Linked DNA regions of Rattus norvegicus: region 1 is linked to region 2. Evidence: chromatin contacts called from public Hi-C data. All regions are on one chromosome and are shown on one strand. Each heading gives the region's core, a stretch centred on a gene start, on an enhancer-like site or on the middle of the called end of the contact. The rest is flanking DNA. Distances are from core to core; before and after follow the strand shown.

What was found. Hi-C and Micro-C count contacts between places; a contact is called where the count stands out from the background.
Region 1: a Hi-C map of Schwann cells shows a contact between it and region 2, with 4 times the contacts expected there. The contact joins the enhancer-like site here to the promoter of Map3k1 in region 2. A contact is called at or near these places in 5 of 12 Hi-C or Micro-C datasets (Schwann cells, kidney, liver and 2 more).

What each region holds. Positions count from the first base shown.
Region 1 is chr2:45,291,948-45,299,794 of GRCr8, reverse strand. No RefSeq gene overlaps it. Among named protein-coding and RNA genes, the nearest start is that of Map3k1, 150 kb to the right of the region's middle. Within about 2 kb of position 5,049, at least 5 of the 93 cell types and tissues checked have an H3K27ac peak or open chromatin away from gene starts, as enhancers often do. A contact at or near this core is called in Schwann cells and liver, where this site is marked.
Region 2 is chr2:45,143,168-45,150,882 of GRCr8, reverse strand. It overlaps Map3k1 (mitogen-activated protein kinase kinase kinase 1), which reads left to right and starts at 2,865. Exons shown (of 21, transcript NM_053887.2): 1 at 2,865-3,000; 2 at 3,112-4,063. The coding sequence starts at 3,612.

The DNA of each region.
Region 1 (7,847 bases), core at 3,800-6,299, 150 kb before region 2:
CTAAGCTGTTGACACTTTTCAAGGCTAGCAGGGAGCAGGAGGAGTAATCTACAAGGCATTTTAACCTCCTGAGGTTGATAGGCAAAAAGCAAGGGGAGCGGATTTCCAATCTAATGAGTTTACTCCGTGCTGTTCACATCTATAAAAGGCACACGTCCTTTCCACCGGCTAGGACAGAATGAGAGGGTCTATAAGTACCTATCAGCAATCCAGCTCCTAAATCAGCTTTGGCAAAGAAAACAAAACAAACAAACAAACAAACAAACAAAACTACTAAAATCCCATCTTTCCACTATTGGTAGAGTCTTCCTGAGGATCAAACACAATACGTCATTCACCATCCCCAGAGGATGGTGAGAGAAAAAGAAGCCAGGAAACTGTGTAAGGTCTTTTACAGAACAGATTTTTAAGAAACAGCAAATGAAAAAGATTTCGTCACTGATCTACCACAGAAGGCCTGTTTCTTTGTCCATTTTAGATATTGGAGGACAGCTCAGTAATTAAAGGCAGTTGCTGATGTTCTGGAATTCAATTCCCAGCACCCGTTAATTGCCTGTAAGTTCAGTTCCAGAAGATCCACAAACGTGCACACTAAATATATACATCAAAACACACACACACACATACACACACACACACACACACACACACACACAAATAAAAGTAATAAAAATAGATCTTTCTTTTAAAAAGTTGAAGAAATTCTCAAACTCTTACATAGAATCATTTCACCACTAAATATTAATATTTATTAATGAAGAAAAAGTAACCATCAACTTCCTAACTAGAAATTACAGGAATGTTTAAGCATGGAGTAATGCCACTTCATGTTGGTATTAAAAGCACCCATGATGGGCTGATGAGATGGCCCACTGGGGACAAGTAATTGCTACTAAGCCTAATGCCATATTTGATTCCTGGGACCCACATGATAGGAGAAAACAGACCCCCCTCTGGTTATCTCCAACCTGCACACATGCACTTTGGCACTCATGTGTTCTACACACAATATATAAATAAATGTAACAAGATGTTTAAATGGCCAAGGTAATCAATGTATAAAGTCCCTGTCCAGTTGGCACCATCATTGGGGGTCTGTGATGAAATGGCCCATGGACAAGAATACATGGCAGGGTAAAAATCACCAACTTCATACCCAGGAAGAAAAAGGGAATAAAAAAAAATCAGCGGAGGTCTCATCATTGTCTTCAAGGAAGCACTCCAAAGACTTCCCACCCAACTTCAGCTCTTAAAGTTCCTACTAATCCCAGCAATGCCAACCTGGAAACCATGCCTTTAACATGGGATCTTTGGAGGACATTTAAGACCCAAACTATAGCAGTTATCAAGGAGCCCAAAGACACAAACACTTGGAGTCATTGTGGTCCAACTGATCCACTCAGTCTCTAGTGACTCGAATTCCTGAAATGACTGGTGGTCCAAGCTTTAGCTACAAGGTTAAAAGATTTCCACATGTGCTACCTACTGCAAATGCCTTAGTGTGCTTCCCGCTAAGCTCCAAATTCTTTTAAGATTGTGAGTGTCTCTTGTCTTCCTTCTGTCTCTATCTCCTGGCAAAGTATTAAGGATGCAAGAGATTTTTGTCAATTATCAATGAATTATAGATAACTAGCCTATTAGGATGAAGGCTACTCCTCTACCAAATGGGATTCTTTAGGAAGTATCTACGATGTTATTGAAGATAGAAATGCTCTGCCTGAAAGAAACCCCAGTGAACTCTAGAATCATCCTTTCTAAATTTCCCTATTGTCCTTCATTGATTTATGAGACCTGGTGCTTATGGAACAGCTTCTCCCTGAGGTTCTGAAACCAGCTGCCTGCGAAATAAATACTCTGATCACCCCAGAGCTGCTGAGTTGCAGTTTCATTTTTTGAGTAACTCTCCCGTGGCTTAAATGTTTAATCATCTAATCAAAGGACAACCCACGTCTTCTCAGATCAACTCACCACCATTAGAAGACACTGACACTCCTGCAGTATTCCCAGAATCTCTCTGTCCTCCCCCACCCTTCTAACCACGTATTCCTGATCTGTGTGCTGACAATACTGTTGGTATCGATTTGCCACCGGCAGTTTCTACGTCTTCCTCTGACTCTGTAGTTGCTCCAGTTTAAGAGGAAGCAAGCCATGAGAAATGACTGCTATCCCTTGCGCTCTGGCCTCTTACTTTTTGACAGTGTCCTAAGCTAAGCATTTCAGTTCGAATAACACTATATCAAATTTCACCACTTAATCTAGTTTCATAGATTTCAAAAAGCACTGGAATTTAGAGCTTCAGGGGACCTCAGTGATGAGTCAGCCCTCTCATGCTACCAAACCCAAGATCCAGAATAAATGTCGTTAACATTTATTAGATCTAGAGATTGGATCAAGGTGAGTCTAATGAACACCTTGTACATCTCTACGTTGGTGAACCAAATCTGACAGTTAGTCAAGCAGGACTTCATTCTAAGATGCCCCCATGCCCTAGAAAATGGGGGACTCTCCTCAGGTGCTCTCTTGGCATCTCAAGGAAGAAATGATGTTCGCTGTGAACAGATACTTCTGTCCTTCCACATCCCTGGGTCTTCTGACCTGCCAGGCATTAGGGCTCTACTTAAATAGGTCTCAAATGTCTTGGTAATGTTTTAGGCATTCTCTTCTACTCACCCTGTCATCCCGCCCTCATTCCCTGCCCTCTGCCGTTGCTTCCACAAAGAGGAGAGAGAGCTGAAAGCAGCCACTCAAATCGTGACTCGTGCCCACTGAAAATTGCCCTTCCTGCCAATAGAAAGTCATTTGTCTGAGCACCGTGTGAACAGAACTTAAAAACTTCAACTTTGGTTTATTATCCAATACCTGAAATTCCTCTCATTCCATCATTAAAGATAAGGTTGGCAACAGAAACGGGGTCAGAACAGGTTTTCTTTAGGCTCATTACTGTCCTTGAAGAAATAAATGGCTTGATGTGGGTCATTTCTTAGAGCTGCTTTTGAGAAGGAGGATGAGAGGGTCAAGAGTACTGAAGGGGTGTGAGTGTTTAGAGAAAGAGTCTGAAGAGAAACTGCCTCCTCACCACCACCCCCAATAAGGACGCATGTAGCTGTTTCTAGACTGTGCACCCTATTGTTAATATTTTCATTTCCTTAGACTACAAAGCCAAGTGCCGTAGGTTTTCAAATGGGCGAGGATGTCTTTTGGTAACACCTGCTCAAAGATGAACAGAAAGAAGGTCCTTTATAAACAGACTCGGGAGAAAAGAATTCCAAGCCCTGCTTCGAGCTACGAATCATTGTATCATCCAGTCAGGCTAGTATTTATATTAATATAGACCACGTGGCCGAAGCATTCAAAGTGAAAGAGGAACTGTAGTGGATTTACAGAAAGCAACACAATCAGTTTCCTGAATGCTCAGCAGGATTGCGTTATCAGCCATCAGGAAGAAAACATTGAAAGATACAATCAACCTACTTGCTAGAGGAATTTTCAGAGTGGTACGATTGTCTCCACAAATGGAGAAGCTGGGGAGAGTAGAGAAATACAGTCCTTTTTAAATTTTTCTCTTTCATGATGAATAAAAGTAAATACACACACGCACACACACATACACACACACACACACTCACACACACACACACACACACACACACACACACATATGAAGATTGTACTCCCCTTTACACCCACCGCCTGGGTTAATGTGTAATTGACAAGATTAATGGCTGTGTAATAATTGCCTCTATTGTTTACTGTCTGGATGGCAGCCAGACATCTTCCTGCTCTGCCCACCAGTGGGTTTGATTTGTAAGAAATGTGCTAAGAGGCTAACAGGGTCTGTGTGCCACGTGGAAGCTTACTAAAGACGTTCAAAAAGAACCTCCAGGGAGGCCTGGAGACTGGCTCTGGTGAGGCAAGCCTCCTTCATGCTGTAGGGAGCCTCACTTCTAAACTTCTGGGTGAGCTGTGCCAAAACCCAACCAAGTTCACCCTGGCTGAACCAATGCCGGTGAGGGCGATGAGGAAAGAGACAACCCTAGGACCTATGGGATGGCCAGTCGGCTGCCCTGTCCACGCTGAGTACCTTATTCCTTTACTCTTCGCACTGACTGGACCTTGCTGGAGAGCACCCAGCTTTAACCTACAGGCTCTATAGGATGTGAAAGCCCCGCCCCCTGTGTTGCCTGCCCCGTTACCTCTTGCCTTGTGAGATATGAGACAAGCAAACAGAGCGAGACATTGAGTCATACAGCACATGGACAGCTTACATGGCTGGGTACCATGAGCCCAGCCGCTCCCTGGCTCACCATATCGCATCCGGCCGTCCACAGTGGTTGACATGGTTTTCTGTACAAAAACAAAAGCCCTGTAATTCTTTCTCATGTGGTTTTGCTTTGGCCTTTGTCACCAGGGTCCCTTGGGACAACCTTGACCTTTGTCTTTCCTTATGGCCTAACAAGTCAAGTTCAGACCTCTGACATCCAAAGAGACGCTCCCAGCACACAACTGGTCCATCTCTGCTGTCTTCTCTTCTTCCTGCACTGCGTTCTGTATGCCTCCATGTTTTCTTCTTTCTTCACATCATCTCCCAGCAGAGGTGAGCATCCCCAATTAGAAACCTGAAACCCAAAATGCTTCACATCGGAAGTCTTTAGAGTGCTAACAATGAGCTGCAAGCGGGTAATTCCACATTTGACTTCCATTGACTGGTTGCAGTCAAAAGTCAGACACACTGAAACTATTATGTAAAATTACCTTCTACTTCTCCATACACACACACACACACACACACACACACACACACACACACACACACTTTTTGCTTAGGTTTAGGCCCCTTTGACCGAGGTCTCATTATGCATATGTAAACACTCTAGAATCTGCTGGGGGCATATCCTTTTGGTTCCGGGGCCTCCAGATGAGGGATGTGGCATTTGTCCCACATCCTGCCCCTCGGCCGCAGACCCTTTCGCCATCTCCCCGTTACACAATCTCACACACTTCATACTTTTCCTTCCCAGTATTCATTGTTCCTGTCAAAGAGCTATTTGTATAGCCATGAGCCTGGCGGCTTTCTCTCTCTCTGCTGGGCAGTAAACTCTCCAGAGGCAGGGACCACGTCACAGCTTATATTAATTGTCAATTAGTCATGATAATCAAACTCCACCTTCAGCCTCTCCAACTTGGTTTGTTCTTACTAGCAGTCATCGGAAGTGACAGGTAGCCTTTGTGCTACCTGTCCCCCACACCCCCACTTCATCATCACTGGTTGAATCCTGATCTCATCTCTCCTGCTACATCAAGACTTCTTTTTTTTTTTCTTAAGATTTATTTTATGTATCTGAGTACACTGTCGCTGTCTTCAGACACACCAGAAGAGGGCATCAGATCCCATTACAGATGGCTGTGAGCCACTGTGTAGTTGCTGGGAACTGAACTCAGGACCTCTGGAAGAGCGGTCAGTGCTCTTAACCACTGAGCCATCTCTCCAGCCCCATACATCACGTCAAGTCTTCTTATCAGACGTTCCCTTTGTTGATCCTTCATTTGGTTCACAAGTCCAAGCACAATTTTTTAACCGACTGGGTCTAAAAGTACTGCTGGCTTCACTGGTGATTATTACCTGATTTATTTGATATCTCTACTTCCATATCATAAAAAATTAATTACTTTTTTAAAGCAGTCCACAAATCTACGGGTGAATGGCCATATGTTACAGTGGTAGAGCCCTTGCCTAGCACTGGCCCTGGGTTGGATTCCCAAGTACTACCTCCCCCTCCCCCTACCCAAACGGAGGATAATTAAAAAAAAAAAATAAAATAAAATAAAATAAACCCTGTTCATTATTTCAACGTTTCAGCCATTCTGCATCTTCTTACTTCTTCAAGGGGTGTTCCACTCAAGGTGGCATCAAGCTTAGCAGGTAGAGACTCAATGATTCTGAGCAGACAGAGCATCAGAGATGAGAGACTGAAGTAGTGTGGGAACAGACTCGGTAGGACAAGCAATACAGAGTGGGGGAGAAATGGAGCGCTAGAAGAACCTTGAAAGCTTGTGGGCTTCGGTTTATCTTACAGTGAGTCTGTCCTGTGTATATTCTGTGGCCTGAAAGTCCCTGCAGATGTTTTTCTTTATAGGTGAAATGGCACCGCCGACAACGCCTGTCTTTCGTACTAAGTGTAGGAAAGGGCCCTGAATGAGGAGTCATCTAGAGAGTGGCTAAGAGTAAAGAAATGGAGAAGTTCCGAGACCATGAGCAGAAGCTTGGGGCCATCTTTAGAGAAAAGGGAAACCTAAGCCCAAAGCCTGTTTGGAATCATTGGGGATTGAAAAGTTAGAGGTGTTGATGATCAGGGCTTGGGCAAGGGTTTCAGTGGGGCAGAAAGGACAGCAAAACTGAGGGTGAATTAAGTACACAGAGTGCTGAGGTCAGGTCCAGAGCTGCTGCTTCAGGTGCTGCTGAAAGGGAGAAGCAAGCAGAGAGCAGGACACTGGGGATGTGATGGAGCACACAGAGGGCTGAGTTCTTCTGTCTAGTGCAGTGTAGTGACAGCCGTCAGGAGACGGGGAAGCAAGGTGCCAGAGAAGCGATACTCAACAGACAGGAAAAGGCTCAGGGTTCCGGGGCTCCCACAGAACATGTGCCCGGAACAGGAGCCTCAAAGAAGCAGGGGCTGGACAAGGAATCCCTGAACAACCATCTAAAGGCAAACGAGTGGCAGAAACCAAAGCCGGAGAGAGGAACAAGTCAGGGAGTCTGGGCAGACAACAAGCCCATTTCTTTTTCCTGGAGATGCAGCCAGCCACTGTGTAGTGAGGCGTGGCCACGGGACTGAGTTCCAGGCAAGGTAACTCGAACAGAAGGACAGAGGTCACCTCCAGAGTAGGCGCTCAATGGTCCACCTGAACTCAGCCGTCTTCTTCCATATTGTTTCCTTATGACAAGGTGCTCTGACGCCCTGGGGTAACATGGGAAGCCAGAAATTGAAGACACAGGAGCGGCAGAACAAATGAAGCCTTGTCCCTCCAGATATCCGCTATAGACTTTATACCAGCCACAAACAAATAGCACAAAACAAACTCTCACAACTGGAGAGTGGCCAAGCCATGTCCAGTCAGGGTATTTATTACAGCAGCCGTTATTATTTTAATTAGCACAGTACAGATGAGCTGGGTTAGGTAAGAGCCCGGGGAGATTTGGTGGGGAGGGGGAGAGCAGGTAGAAGAAAGCCAAGCGTCGCAAATGGGATGGATTTTCAAGGCTGTCCCAAGAATAAAATAACAGACCTCAGGACATGGACAGTCCGTCAGCACTCCTGTTTAGCGGCTGCCATCTACTCTGTGACCTGGACCACGACATTTAATCTCGCCCCGTGGTATCTATTTATAGCCACAAAGGAAAAGCAAGGATCAAAAATTCTCAGTCTTTCTTCGTTGTTGAAAAAGAATTTTTATGTAATATATTCTGACCACACTCTCCTCGCCTCCTCCCCACCTGTCTATAAAGCAAAACATTAAAACGAAGATTAAAAGCACAAGAAACACACACCAACATCACTGCATCAGAAAGCATTATGTACAAGCAAAAGGCTGACAGGGAAAAAAAAAACCAAAAAACATAAAAGCGACATGACACAGAGAGTCTACAAAAAAGTACACTGCATTTGGCCATCTATTGCTGGGCCCTGGGCTACTCTAATGTGTGGTTAATATACCCAGTAAGACTCAACTGAAGACAGCTAACATTTTCTGGTTAGGAGTGGGGCCTTATGTCCACGTCCCCTCTCACTGCTGGGACCCTGACTAACTCAAACATGTTCAGGCCTGGGCATGCTGCCACAGACTCTGTG
Region 2 (7,715 bases), core at 1,616-4,115:
GATACTTGAAAAGTACATTTGTCTAATTGTCTAAAGAGGGATACCCTCTTCCTCACCTTCCTTATAATGGCCATAAGCATGACTTTCTGACAGAGAATGGTTTCCATGTCCTGACCCCATTCGTTCTTCGAAGCACTTAGTTCAGTTTTCGTTGGAACAATTTCCAATTTTCACTCATACTCACATTGTATTGATCTAATAACCAATTGAATGACGTCTTATTAAATTTCACAAGAGTGGTTGGGCTTGACAACGTCACTGGGTTCTCGAGGGCCCTGTGACTCCCCCAGGGTGAACAGTATACAAGGACACGCTAGCACGGGCTGTGAGTGTCTGCTGTGCTGTGGGTTTCCTTAGCAGGTTGCATGGTACACCGGCACACCAGTATCAGCTAGTATGTGCAACTGGATGAGCTGGCCATGTGACACTACATAGGAAATTTGCTACTTTAATGTCACCTACAGTGCCCATAGATGACTTAAAACATCTGGAATCACCTGGTGATACCGGGGGGGGGGGGGGGGCATGAAGAAAGCAAGACCTAGCTTCACTTCTCTAGCAAGTGTCCAAAATAAGTATTTATAAGCATGCCAAAAATTCCAGCTTTTGTTTTACCCTCAAGGTTATATTCTTTTTTAAGTCTTATCTTTACTTATGTGTGTGCACATGTAACGGCTGTGTGCGCAGGTGCCCAAGAGAGCCAGAGAGGGTGTCAGCTTTCCTGGAGCTGGAGTCTGAAGTGATTGTGAGCTGGGTGCTAGAAACCCATGCTCAGATGTTCTGGAAAAGCAGCAAAGGCTCTTACTTGAGTCACCTCTCTAGCCACTCATTCCTACTTGTAACTATCTTCCTCAGACATAGATCTCGCATGAGCACCTTCACACAACCATGGTCTGAAAATCTGTCAACCAGCCTGACAAATACCCACTGATAAAAATATGTGTAGGGTGAAAACGCTCTATTCCGTTAAAACAGTCGATGAGATTAGGACGACTGTTAAGGACATTGGTTATATATTCATATCAATAATTAATAACAATTATTAAAACAACAATCTGAGGGGAATAGAATACCTGGTGTGTGCAAAGGAGGCGCTCAGTAAATACGAGCGGAACGACATGCGAGCGGGAATACCCTGCCAGTACATACGCCTTTTCATCTTAACATCGTGATATTCATGCTCGATGAGGAAATGCCCTGTGTTTAGCCTCCAAATGAACTTGGTGGAGCAGCTCAAGTGTGACCCAGGCCGTTCCTGGCAGCACTCTGTGGGAGCGGTGACCTGGAAAGCTCTGGTAAAAGTTACTGAAACTGCTACAGTGTACGGGAAATCACTGCTAAGTTTAAGTCCAAGCAGGAATGAGAACCATACCTGCGGAGAAAAGAGGGGAAATGGAATCACTTTAAGGCAGGCGGAGCCTACAGCAGCCTGCCATTTGGCATGTGCTTCTGCAGAAATACAACAGAGGACCCAAAGAGCTCCAGGATCCAGGTGGAGGTGGGGTGGGGTGGGGTGGGTGTGTGTCGATGGGGAGGGGCCCACTTAACCATACCTACGACTCACAAAGTTGGGTAGGACCTATCCAGTTAACTGCTTTCAAAGGAGACTTTATATGGATGTATATAGCAGGGAGCTGACTTCCTTAGTCGATTGGGCCCTTTGATTATTTATCTCTGAAAGAAAACTGTGTGTCTGTGTATAGGAGCATAATGACAGCAGAATTATGTCCATAAAAGACAAAAGGAAATGCGATTCAAAAGGTCTTAATAGTCTTCATAGACTGATGCGGTATGTGGAGGCCAGAGCACGGCAGTTAGTCAGCTGTGCTTCATTTGATGCCCACCCTCATTTTCAAACAAACACCATACAAATAAAGAGGCAAAAGTCACTTTTTGCTGGAATTTCCTTTAAAAAAAAAAAAACTTTATTATTCAGGCCAAACTTCCAAAGCTGGTCCAAAGATAGAGACAAAGGCTAAGAAGGGTCTGCAGTGGCTTTTCTCACTTACAGGTACCTAACTATGAGTGTGCCAATTTAAAGTTTATTTTAGATCTCAGTAGAAACCAGAAAAGCTAATCCTTTTCGATTTAGAATTTGGTGGGTGTGGCAATCTAGGAAGACCTAGGAAATAACTACTGTTTGGTTTGGATGTTACGCTTGTCTACTATTAAAAGAGCATATAATTATAGCCTAAATGGAGACCCAAATCTTGAACAGACTAATCTAAACTTTCAAAATGTGTACCTTTTAATGTAACCATCAAAAACTATAGCCTGCCAGATGTTGTAGCACTCAGCATAACACGGAGCTTACATTGAAGTCAGGATCCTTTAAAAAAAAATAAAAACCCCTTTCTTGCTCTCCAGCTGACATTACACACCTAAGGAGGGCTTCATTAGATCTACTTTGGAGACGTTAAATGAATTATTTTGAGATAGTTCAGGCTTTTGTTTAAATGCAGGCGAGATCTCTCCTTTTACTGTAAGACGAAAACCCTTCTTACCCCTCCCCCACGCCTCATGTCTTAATGTTTCAAAAATTAAATCTAGAGGTCCGGGGTTCTGAAAGATTGCCTAGTCTAGACAAATAGGCGGAGGAAAAGAAGTAGCAGAGGAGGGGGAGATACGGGCGACATGGCAGCTCCATCCCGTTGAAAAGGGGTGGGGTGGGAATTCCCATATATTTACAGCTTCTCTATCCCCAGCACCTTTTCTAAAAAGACTCCCAGGCAGGAGAGAGGCGAGGGACGCTACATAGGACAACCTGGGAGCGGCGGCGGTGGGGGAAGGGGGGACCCAGGAACCCGGCCTGTCACCTGACTGCCAGGAAGAGGGACGTGCAGCTGGGAGCATCTGAGGGGGGTGGGGAGACCTGGTAGAAGATGGCAAGATCCAGCGCTTCCTGGCAGAGCGCTGGCTCTTTCCCTAGACGTGCTCTCCCGCTTTCGGTCGGAGGCTGCCTTTCCAAGACGGGGGAGTAACCTCTGGCAGAGCACCCGGGTTGGTCCTTTTGCATAGCCGGTGGGAGGAGGGAGGGTGTCCCAAACCAGCGGCCTCAGATGTGCACAAGGTAGCACAGGAAATCTTAAGTAGTGTTATTTGTGACACCAGGGCGGGACAAGAGGTCTGCTTTCCAAAGAGAAGGCTTCGCGTCTGTCTGCAGCAGGCGACAGTCCCGGGCGCCACCTGCGCTTCGGGCGCGGGCCAGGCTGGTGCGCGCCGGGCCCCCAGCGCCCGCTACTGAGAGCGTGAAGTGACCGACCGTGAGTCCTCCGGCTTGCGTCCCCTTCCAGCACCAGGGACTCACGCCCCAATTACTGCTTGCTCAAGGGTGGACGAGCTCCGGCCGAGCCGCTGCCCCGCCCCGTACTACCTGGCAGCTGCCCGGGTGCAGCGCACAGCGCCCCGCGCGGCCCCAGCAGAGCCCCTGCCCTCCCACCTGCGCCGCGCGCCCGCCGCTCCGTGCTCCCGAGACAGGAGACGCGGCCCCGCTCCCGCTCGCGCCCGCGCACTCGGCGCAGCGCGCGCGCCCGCCGCTCCGCCCGCCCCCCGCGCTCTCCCCGCCCCCTCCCTCCCCCGCAGGCACGAGCGAATGTAGCCCGCGAGAGAAAATGGCGGCGGCGGCGGGCGATCGCGCCTCGTCGTCGGGATTCCCGGGCGCCGCGGCGGCGAGCCCCGAGGCGGGCGGCGGCGGCGGAGCTCTCCAGGGAAGCGGCGCGCCCGCAGCGGGCGCGGGGCTGCTGCGGGAGACTGGCAGCGCGGGCCGCGAGCGCGCGGACTGGCGGCGGCAGCAGCTGCGCAAAGTGAGGAGTGTGGAGCTGGACCAGCTGCCGGAGCAGCCGCTCTTCCTCACCGCCTCGCCGCCCTGCCCATCTACTTCCCCGTCGCCGGAGCCCGCGGACGCGGCTGCAGGAGCGAGTGGCTTCCAGCCTGCGGCGGGACCGCCACCCCCGGGAGCAGCGAGTCGCTGCGGCTCCCACTCTGCCGAGCTGGCGGCCGCGCGGGACAGCGGCGCCCGGAGCCCCGCGGGGGCCGAGCCGCCCTCTGCAGCGGCCCCCTCCGGGTGAGCGGCGGGCCGGGCCGGGCGGGCAATGAATGAAGCGAGGACGGAGCGCGGCTCCCGGGGCTCCGCTCGTGGGGCCCCGCGCCCCCGAGCCCTGAAGGTCGGGCGGCGCCCGGGACGGCGTGGGGACAGGACGGGAGCGTGCGGGAGAGTTTGTTATTGTTTGCGGACATGTGACAGGCGTGCAAACCGCGGACGTGCGGGGCTCCCGGGGCCGGGTCCTGAGAGCCCCCACGGCGCGCTGTGAGTGGGGAGCCCGGAGGGCGGAGGTGACGGCGGTGGGTCTGCGCCCTGTGACAGGATAGAGCCCCTGGGCCCCACGGGGACGCGTGCCCGCCCGCAGGTACCGGGCCGGGCTTATGCGACGCTCCCCAGGCGGCCGGGGGATTCCGGGGACTGCGGGGAACGCCTGTCAAAGCGACGCGGGCAGACGCTGCGGGCTCGCTGGACCGCCGGGTCTGCGGGGACTCCGTGGCTTCCCTCACTGCGTGTCCCTGGGAATTCCTACCGCACCTCGGAGGCTAGAGCGCTGGGAGTTTGAATCCGCCTTTGAAGTTAGCGTTTGGCGGAATGCTGTAGGATCCAGGACCGGATGTGTCAGCCATTCAGCTTCAAAGCTGTGGGGACTGCGCCCCGCAGCCCCGCTGCGTGGCGGGGACAGGGACGGTGCGGGGCTGCGGCTTCGCTCGCAGGGGTCTTCCGGTGCACCAGAAGTAGGATGTGCGTAAGATAGTTTACACCAACGGCTCTTTGGCCTCGCCCTTTTTTGGCTACTGGAAAATTTTCTGTTAGAGGAAATTCTTTTTAAGTATATGATACTTTTAAAAATTCTGATGAAAATACACAAAAGCATAAAATCTTGTTGGGTGTGTGAAGTTGCTGGATATGTTTTCGTGATAGTCACCCGGTGGCCCCGTAGAATTTCTTGACGTTTACTATGGGTGGAGAGTGTTTTATTGTGTGTCGAATCTGACAGTAGGAATCCTTGGTTTCGGTTAGTTATCTAAAGTAATTTGACCCCCTTTGGTGCTCTGGCTTGTTTAAAATCACGGTCCGTTTATTACTTGGAGGTCGTTTTTCCTCCCCCCACCCCCCCGTAGTAAAAAGTGTGCTGACTCCTGGGCTCTGGCAGAATGGGGAGGAAGGTAGGCAGCAGCCAGCCCTACTGCAGCTTTCTGTGTGCACTTGTACACGTATCTTCCTCTAGGGTTTCCTGTTTTTGTGCAGATTAGATTAAAACATTACCAGAATAATTCCTAGGTGGCAACTCTTACTACAGATCAACTGCAGACGGAAGCAAAAAACACTAACTTAAACTTGGAGGAATTAATTTTCTCTAGTTTTGTGAGACCTGATTTTTTTTTCCTATATGGTAATACAGCTGGCCGCACTTCAGCATTTACAAAGTCAATGTTATGGCCTATGAATATAGCATGAGAGCAACAACTGCAAAAGTGATATATAGAACTTTAGTGTTCCCTGTAGACTCGAAATTGGAGGATGAAGGTGAGGGCAGGAGGGATTGAATACCTGAGTAATCTGTGCTTAATTTTCGCATTCTCTTTCCTCTCCTTAAGGAGGGTTTATAATTGTAAAGGTTGTTATTAAAATAAATACTGTTAGCTGGAATTCTGTTGGTGCATCTCAAATGTTACATGTGATAATTTCATTTGCGGTAAAATATAGGGTATCTATCTTTTTGAAATAATACCAACAGCCCCTCCAGTTTTTGTAGCACTGGTTTGAAATTCATTTCAAATCTGCTGGTATAGAACTTACAACATGAAGAAGAGGTTATACAAAGATATTGTCATGTGTTTTGGGTTGCCTGTTACGATGCCTTATTATTTTATCATTTAAGATCTTGGGGAAATGATTATAAGGCAATCATATAAAATCTCAATTGAATGTTATGTTCCCCTCTTTCAAGGAGTTCACACGCATACTTTGATGAGGACGATTTAATACTGATATTTTGTGTTTGTTTTCTGTAGTAGTAGAGAGCCAAAGACCCCCTCTGTGTGTCTGAAGACCTATTGTAGTTTTGGGGTTTTTGTTTGTTTGTTTGTTTTTTTTTGTTTTTAATCCAGTTTCTAAACTTTGAATGTAGAAACTGAAAGTTTAGAAAATACACATTCGTGAAAGATAAATTATGGGAAATTCATTAAAGTCAAAGATTGTATGTCTGCCCCCTCTCCTTCAGTGAAATAAGTCAGTGAAAGTCTGTGCCTGTAAGTGGCGCCCAAGGGTTTGGAATTTTCCCTTGTACTAGGGAATAAGGGGCTTTTCCTTCCTATTTACCGTCTTTGAAGAAAAATTACAGTGTTGCTCTTCATTGAACAGGCTATTGTGAGTTTGGCAGATATAATTACTCTATCCTATTTTTGTAGGTTCAACCAAACTATCAATTTGCTGCCCCATGAAAGAGCAAGATATGCTGTGCTAGTTAATGTTAGCTTTGTTTAGAAGTAGCGATATTTCATAAGTCGCCCTTGCTTCCTCATAGGCCTCAGTTTCACTTCCTTTTAGAAGCTGTTAGGCTAAAAATACAAATCACTGATCCTTTGCAGGAGGGGAGGTATAAAAACATTAATAATGAACCTAAATAAGGTATCTGCTCTGAGCAGGTGATCCCCTAAAATCATAGCTGTAGACCCAGAAGTTAGCCCTGAGTGAGTTCCCATGCTCTGGTACTTAGGCTTTCTCTCCAGGTTTTGTTTTAAACTAGGTGAGGGAAATTACTGTATTTTTAAAAGATTAACCTTATTAAATAGGATTCTGGAAAAGAAATATCAGAGCTAGAGTGGTTGCCAGCTTTTGTTTTCTCTTCATATCTGATCTTGGCAAGAGTGACTGGTTAACCAACATTCCTTAATATATAATTTCCAATACACTATAATGACTCCATTTTGTTAGATAGGCAAACAGGAAGGAGACAGGTTGATTGATACTTCTGTAGCACTTTAAGTGTGATGTGTTGCACTTTGTAGAAATGGTCACTGACATGTGGGCCTGACGATTTCAAGATGCTCAGAGAAAGGGATATTCTGTAGCTTTCAACAAGAGCAGAAAACAAACAAAAAACCAGCCAGTTTGCCTAGGACGCCACCCTGTCCTTGACCCTGTTGGCCAATCCCAAAGGAAGAAGTGCTGTGTGCAGTAGTCGGGGAGAATGGGTTATTCTGAGGAAACATGAGGGGCTGGTCAAGACGCTGTTTGTATTGCCTTTGCATTCTGCACTCCACGTGCATCCCTGAGCCGAGGGGAAATCTGTATTACAGGAAAGAGTGGCATGGGAAGGAAGGTCTTAGTCCATGGCGGACACTGCTGACCCCATGTCTGCGTTTTTCAACATAAGATGATTTGTCTGCATCACATGTGCCATGTACATCCTGTCGACTGGCCATCTTCCTTAGTCCTGGCCTTTCTGTATCTTTAGTTAAAAGTCACAGTTGCTGAAGAGTCTAGAGGGAACCTGTGAAGCCAGGAGGTAGCACGAGCAGGGCCTTGGGTTTGATTGCTAACATATGCAATGTTAAAAACACGACAGCGTCTTCAAGAAATTACTTGAGGATATTTTTAATCAAGAAAGACGTCAGGACCAGAACTGAAGTAAATGACTCACCGGAAGCGGGGATGTTAGTGTGGTAGG